2 separate regions of the Ovis aries genome follow, and region 1 is linked to region 2. The links are chromatin contacts, called in public Hi-C maps. All regions are on one chromosome and are shown on one strand. Each heading gives the region's core, a stretch centred on a gene start, on an enhancer-like site or on the middle of the called end of the contact. The rest is flanking DNA. Distances are from core to core; before and after follow the strand shown.

Region 1 (3,860 bases), core at 1,003-3,502, 190 kb after region 2:
AGTAAAGGAATGCAGGATTAGGTGATAAAAGCTGCATCTTACGTTTGGCTCTGCCCTTGACAGGCTATAGGCCACGGGTTAAAACACTTGGTGTCCCAGTTTCTCCATCTGAGAAATAAAAGATTTGGATGGGATCAACTCTAATACAGCTCTAAAACCATTTGCTCTGTTCTGGAGCACCAGTTCTCAAACCTGTCTGTTTTCAGGCAGGTTCCTTACTGTTTGAGCCACCACGGAAGCCCCCACCATGGCCTAGTGGGTTGGATTTCTTTTTTTTCAATGCAGAATCCTTGGACTTAGAGCCTCTAATGCAGAACCCCTGGGGATGGAGACAAGAATGTATATATGTTCTTAAAGCTTCCCAGGTAAGCCAATGACCAGACAGGTTCTAGAATCAAAGTTCCAAACTGCACTCCCTCAACTGCTTTGATGATTTTGCTATTGAATTAATTATACTTCTCTGGAACCATAATCCATTTAAAAAGAAAGAATAAAAACAGCAAAGGGTTTTGAGAGCCAAAGACTAGAAAGAGTAAATTAGAGGATTCTCTCTGCACTTTCATTACCATGCTCTTCCCCATTTTACACAAATAACCTACTGAAGTGCAAGGCAGCCATTTATGAATTTAAAAATCTTTACATAATCTGTATTTCACCCAAAAAGACATCCATGCCAACTCCACATTTAAGTGGGAAAATCTGATGATCTGAAAATTATTGTCATTATTTAGTCACTCAGTCATGTCAGACTCTTTTGTGACCCCATGGACTATAGCCCACCAGGCTCCTCTGTCCATGGGATTTTCCAGGCAAGAATACTGGAGTGGTTTGTCATTTCCTTCTCCAGGGAATCTTCACAACCCTGGGATTGAACCCGTGTCTCCTGCATTGCAGGCAGATTCTTTACCGCTGAGTCACTGGGAAAGCCAAACCTGAAAATAGGATAGTTTCAATAAATGTGTTTTATATATATATATATATACACACACACAACACATATATGAACTTATAAATGTTGAAAAGTCTAATAGGAAGCACAACAAAAAGTTAACAATTATCTCCGGGTGATAGGTGATCTATTTTTGCCTTTGTACTTTTTTGGTATTTTCAAATGTTCTGGCAATGGATATTTATAACTAGAAAGATAATAAAGCTATTTAAAATTTAGACATAACTATGCCCAGAAATATTAAACCATGAAGTGTCCATCAAGAAAGGTATTTTTTCTGGCCTTTAGCCCTGAGTATACATTGCCAAACTTATGGACATTTTTCCCCTACCCTAGCCTTCAGATAAGAAGTGTGTGTATACTGTATGTGACATTTCTCGTTCCGGCTTTAGTAACTGTCTTCCCAGCAGCTCTAAGCACATAGCCAAATGGTCATTATCATAAGATGGGTAATAAAAGAATATTCTGAGAATTCACTTTATTAGCCCTAGGATTTTTCTGGGAGACCTACAAACTTAGAACAAACAAATGAGAGAGAAAGCTATATTTATTGGTCTAATAATAGTTAACAGGCGGAAATTTTAGAGACGTCTTCTGCTAAGTTATGTCTAAAGAAGCTATTTAAGTAGTTTTGTGGGTGGTTTTTTTGTTTGGGGGTTTGCCCTGTATTTTCACATTTTGCACTTATCTAAAGACAGTTTCAGGATACGGCGATTTCCCTGGAATGTTAAGTCTGGCCGAAGAGTTTAAAAATAATCATTTGCTCAAACTCCCGAGACTGGCTTTGCTATGGCAAACCGTCAGAAGAAGGAAAGAGGACCAAGGAAAGTGAACATCGTCCATCGTTAAGTTTTTCCCAAAGCTAAACTACACAGCCAGCAATCTGAGTGCTCTTCCCACGAGTCCTTGAGACCTCTGTGCAGGACCAAGAGATACGGTTAGAATCCACGAGGGAATCAGAACTAAAGCTGACTCACGTTTCTGGTTTAAGATGCCGTTTACCGAAATCAGCTCTGCCTAAGATGCTCAGAGCAAATCTTCACACCTCCAAGGCCTCCCCAGCGCCAGATTCTTCAGCAGCCTGTCAACCCGCCCTCCCCTGGGGTCTCCGGGGCGGGGATGACAGCAGGAAAACGCATCCCAGCCTCCCGACAGCTGCGCGCTCCCTGAGCTCCGGGTCGGAGAATCTGCAGGGAACCTACCTGGTGCAGCTCATCAGGCAGAGGAGCGGCGGCACTCCGCGGTTTGCGAGAGTTCGCACGCGTCTCCCGGGAGTCCCCGAGTGGCCGCAGCTCCGGCAGATCGCGGGTGCGGCCCCCGGGAGGCCGCTTAACTGCGGGGGACCACGTGAGCCGACTGCCACGGCCAATCGCTGGGCCGCGGGCTCGACGGCGCGACCAACCAGCGCTCAGCTGGGGCGCGAGCCCTTGCCGGGACGTGACTGCCGTGGTGCAGGGCTCGCCGGGCGCTGGGGGCGCTCTGGGACCCCGGGCCAGCTGGCCGGGGTAGAGTAACGCGAACCCCGGGCGAGGAGGCGTGGAGGCAACCGCGTAGCACAAGTAGCCGGCGCAGGCCAGGAGGGAAAGCAGCAAACCTCCTCCCGCGCGGAGCGCCAACACAGCGGGGCTGCAGGGAGGGAGGTGTCTCACTCGCGAGGCTTCTGTATACAGTTATCTGAGGGCAGGACACTGTGGCTCGTTCCGGGGACGCGTGGAGGGGTGGCGGTGGGGGAAGGGGATGTGTGTGTGTGCTTATATTTATAGTTTTGAAATGTTTATCTTGTTCATTGCTTGGTGCATTGGCTTATCTTCTCCCTTTCCTTGCCCTGAGCAATCAGAAGTTGACTGCATATTTTGGGGTTAGGGTGAACCCGGAAATGCACCACACAGTACATTCTTCTCTAACCAATATTGTTAATAAACCGTGTTAGTCCGTATTAAATGCTTCAGCCCTGTCCGACTCTTTAAGATCCCATGGACTGTGGCCCGCCAGGTTCCTCTGTCCTTGGGATTTCCCAGGGAAGAATACTGGAGTGGGTTGCCATGCCCTTCTCCAGGGGATCTTCCTGATCCAGAGATTGATCCGGGTCTCCTGCTTTGCAGGCAGATTCTTTACCATCTGAGCCACCGGCAGTCTGTGTTAGCCCTATTATAAGACAATGAGGCAGCATTTCATTAAAAGGTACTTTGTATTTCAATCTAGTCTTCAGCTTTTCTCCCTGGAAGAGAAAACTAAAGCCAGAAATGAAAAGGCCTCTTTTGCTCATGTGGTGGGTCAGCCCGCAGAGCCAGTGGTCAACCCAAATCCCTCATCTGGGTTCTGACGTCCTCTGGCAGCGATGTGAAAACCAAAATGTTAAACTATCACACTGTAAGTTTCATGACTCTCCCAGGCCGGTTATTCTCATCGAGGTTTTGTAATTTTGTTTAGTTTGGGGAGTTTTTAGACCATCATCAGTTACAACCATAAAATTAAATTTCTAAGTCGAGTAGGAATTGTTTGTATAAAGTCCATGTCCTTGCTCTGCTCTCAATTTAGTTATCCAGCAGTCCATAAAAATGTACAGAATATACAATGTAAAATGTACAAAAATCCCTATGTCTTTAAAATCACCGTTCAGCAGCAGCAGAAGTGTTAAAATGGTGTGGTTAAAGAAAAAGTGAGTTATCACTGGGGCAGTTATTTATCACTTGGGCTTGATTTTTTAAAGAAAACATCCAACTAAAAGCAGATCTTCTAGTTTCTCAGAACAACCAAAACTAGCTGAAGGGGCACTGTTTGGGTTTGACACTTTCAAATCTAGACAAGTTTGAGCTTCAACTCCCTCATCAGTAAAATGGAGATAGTGAAATTGTTCTGAGGATTAAATGAAACTGTACAGATGAGAAAACTCAGCAAAGTGCTTGGTATG
Region 2 (3,694 bases), core at 796-3,295:
AAGATTGAGGGCAGAAGGGGACAACAGAGGATGAAATGGTTAGGTAGCATCACTGACTCAATGTACATGAATTAGAGCAAACTCTGGGAGATAGTGAAGGACAAGGAGTCTGGCCTGCCTCAGTCCATGAGGTTGCAAAGAGTCAGACTTAGCAACTGAACAACAATAATTTGTTCTATCAATATAGCTTGGCAGCATAGACTATCTTGAACTGCAGTTAAAGCCTTCCATTTATAATATTTCAGTTGCTGCTGTATCAAAAGATCAGAACAATGACCTGCTAAAACTAGGAAATAATTATATATTCCTCCTATAGGGTGAATATTTCATAGGTGTGAGAAGAAATGAAAATCCTAAAAAAAGAATTCAAGAAAAATAGGAGAATGTGGCAAAGTAATGTGTGTCCCAGTCATTTTCTAATTAGCACTGAAATACTTTTTGCCAACTATAGGGCACTCCAGAGCTTTTTGCTAATTAACATTTAAATAGGTGATGACAGCAACTATATTAAAACTAGAAAGCCCTTCTATAAACGAAAGTTGGAATTTATAATATAGAAGGCAATCCTGAATACTAATTATTATAGTCATTACATGATTTACTTCAGATCTGTTTGTTACAAATTCTGGGTTTGAAGGAAAAAACATGCAACCTCGTTTCATGGTGCACTATAACTAGTACTCAGTTATGCTAATAATTCTGAATTATGTAAAATAACAGATAACCCAAACATCCTCCCAAACAAGTTTCAGAGATATTTTTAGTTATTTGGATCTGGGTACCCATGATTTGAAAATTCACTCATCCTCAAGTGAAATAACAAAGCCGCTACCGAGAGCCGTGTATATGACCGTCAAGAATCCCCTGTTTTTAATAGGCGATGCAGCACATCCTTACTCTCTCCTTTCCCTTAGATCAGCAGGTGTCTCCGCAGCTCCAGTAGACTGAGAGAAGGAAAAGGAGGGGGCGGAAAGGAAAGGAAATGTCTGTGTGGCTTGGTCGTGGGGGTGGGGATGGGGGATGTTTTAATATCATGATTAAAAGCTTTCCTCCTCACTTTTAAAGTTCGCACCCATATTAACGATCTGACATTAAGGATTATGCGGCGGAGTTTGGGTCTGTCCATCTGCAACTTATAAAAGGAAACGAACAAGGAAGGGATAGGAGGCAGCAAAGAGATGCGGGGAGAGAGCGAGATGTAGGCGCGTGGGGACGGGAAGGGAGAGGCGGATTTGGCAGTCCAAGTAGGGACGGGAAGAACAGGAATGGAAAGTGTGGCCTGGCCGTCCCGCCCTGCGGTGGGGAAGGTGGAGCCCACGGCGTCTCATTTCCCCTCTCCCCACCTCAGCCTTTTCTTTTGTAGATGGGGGCTCTTGGGGCATCTACAAAGGGTCGGTCGACTATAAAAGCAAGGTTGCCTGCAGAGGACGCCCAGGCTCGAGACCTCGCTCTTGGGGCAAGCGGGCGGGCGGGCGGGGTGGCAGGGACGAGCAGCGGCCCGAAGGCGACGGTTTTGCAGGCGCTGGAGAGGAAAAATCCCCCGCGGGTCTAGGCGCCCCAAGTCAGGGCCGTCCGTGCAGAGGAGGCTGCCGCGCGCCCCGCCCCACGGCAGCCCTTCGGGAACGCTCTATCCCCGCGCGACCTTTGCTGGCTTCGCCGTGTCCCCCAGAGTACCGGCTCGCTAGTCCCGACCCCCTCCTCGCCGGTTCGGGCGACGGTCGGCAAACAACATGGCGGCCCGGCTGCGGCGCCTCCTCTCCGGGCCCCCGGGGCAGCGAGGGTGGCAGCGGCCAGCGTCCGGGCCCCGCTCCCCGCGAGCCGAGCCGGGGGCGAGGAGGGGGCGACAGAGGCGAGGAGCGGGCGACAGAGGCGAGGAGCGGGCGGGAGCCGCGGGCGGGCTGGCCCCGCGAGCGGGGGCGGGGGCGGGGGCGGGGGCGCGGCGGGCATCCGGGCGCGCGCGCGGCGCGAGCGCGGGGCCGCGGCGCGGGCGCGGGCGCGGGCGCGGGCGGGGGCGGAGCGGCGGCGGAGGCTGGACGCGGTGGCCCAGAGCCCTCTCGCGGCCGCGGCGGCAGCAGCGCCAACCCCAGCCGCAGCCTGGCCGCCGCTGCCGCCGCCTCGCGCTCCAGCCGCCCGGCCCGACATGAGTGAAGCGGATCGGGTGCCCTCGCCCGCCGCGCCGCCGGCGGTGGCGGCGACTGCGCCCGAGGAGAAGAAAGGGAAGGAACCCGAGCGTGAGAAGCTGCCGCCCATCGTGTCGGCGGGCGCCAGTGCCCCTGCGGTAGGTGCCGGGCGGGGGCCGCGGGGCGCCCCGACGGCCGGTCGCGAGGGGGGCGAGGGGAGCCCGGGGACCCCGCTTCTCCTCCAGGGAGCCCCGGACCCGCCCGGGGAGAAGCGCTCAGGCTGCCCTTCCTCGGGCTGAAATCGAGGAGTTGTGTCTCGGGGACAGCCGTGATCATTTCTCGAGCTGCACCTTCCACCCTCGGGGAATGCCGGGGTGGCCGAGTCAGCTGGCTGTTTTCGGTCATTTTCTGGTTTGGGGGCTTCCCTCTTTCTCTAAGGAAATAACCAGCTTTTTGGAGTCCATCGTCTCTTGGATGAGGATAAGGTGTCAGGCAGGCGGGAGTGGGTTTTCCGCTGAGCCGTCTGCCTGCCGTGGGAGAGCGAAGATTTCTCCCCTTTTCTTCGCTTTTTCTTTCCGTTCCTCCTTCAGATTGAACAGGCTCTGAGGCGAGTTTCCACTTAATTGTGACCTTTCGTTTGCTGTCAGGATAGTGGGAGGTAGATGTCTCGGTGATGGGTTTTCTTTTTCATATGGTACAGACATGTGACGTAAGGTGGGGAAGCTTTTTTAACCTTATATTTAAACTCAAGGGATGTAAGCTTCTCGGGGATGATTTCCCAGCTGGATTTTCTTAAGGATTATTTGCAGAGCGCTTTCAGGCTTCAAACTACAGATTGCCAGATGATGTAATGGGACAGCCCCTCTTCCCTACTTTTACTGGTGGTTATGACTGTTTACTTTGGAGCGCACACACACACAAAATTAACCTCTAATTTTTTAGATTTTTTCATTTGACCCCATATTTATATACTTCTTGAAACTTCAGTACATTTAAAGAGCATGACTTATTCAGCCTGTGTGACAAAATAGTAAAAGTTTTAGAGAACATGATACATTTTCCTTATTCCTGGTTGCAATTCATTTCCTAAAACCTCCCTCTTAAATGACTAAGAACTTACTAAAATAGCTAACTCTAATTTAAAATGTTATAGAAATAACGTTTGATTCAGTAGGTTTTTTGGAAAATGTCTAAGGATTGTGATAACTGAAAATTGCTAGAACGCGCACCATACCTTAAATCACAGCGAAGTGTAGACAGACACTTAAAAAAATTACTACAGTTGATTGGTAAATTGGAGTTGCAGGTAGAAATTACTTTGGGAAATGCTTTGAAGAAATTTGTCACTCAGCTGCTTATAGGCCCAGTTCTTGCTGTTGATTTCCTGGGCTTTTGGAGCTTATCTGGGATGTTCTTAACTGGCAAATAGTATTTCAGCAGTTTATTTCTAAGTCAGTTTAAAACAATGAATGCATGAGTGCTTATACGAACAGTTGTGTTAATCGGTTTAGGTCCTCAAGTAAGGACGCTCCCCAAAACTTACTTATTTCTGTGTAATTGAAAAATCGAAGGCT

The links. Hi-C and Micro-C count contacts between places; a contact is called where the count stands out from the background.
Region 1: a Hi-C map of skin fibroblasts shows a contact between it and region 2, with 2.5 times the contacts expected there. The contact joins the promoter of PPP1R3C here to the promoter of HECTD2 in region 2. A contact is called at or near these places in 3 of 16 Hi-C or Micro-C datasets (skin fibroblasts and tail adipose tissue).

What each region holds. Positions count from the first base shown.
Region 1 is chr22:13,013,809-13,017,668 of ARS-UI_Ramb_v3.0, forward strand. It overlaps PPP1R3C (protein phosphatase 1 regulatory subunit 3C), which reads right to left and starts at 2,253. Exons shown (of 2, transcript XM_004020030.5): 1 at 2,152-2,253. The coding sequence starts at 2,165.
Region 2 is chr22:12,827,060-12,830,753 of ARS-UI_Ramb_v3.0, forward strand. HECTD2 (HECT domain E3 ubiquitin protein ligase 2) reads left to right here and starts at 2,046. Exons shown (of 21, transcript XM_027960547.2): 1 at 2,046-2,278. The coding sequence starts at 2,141.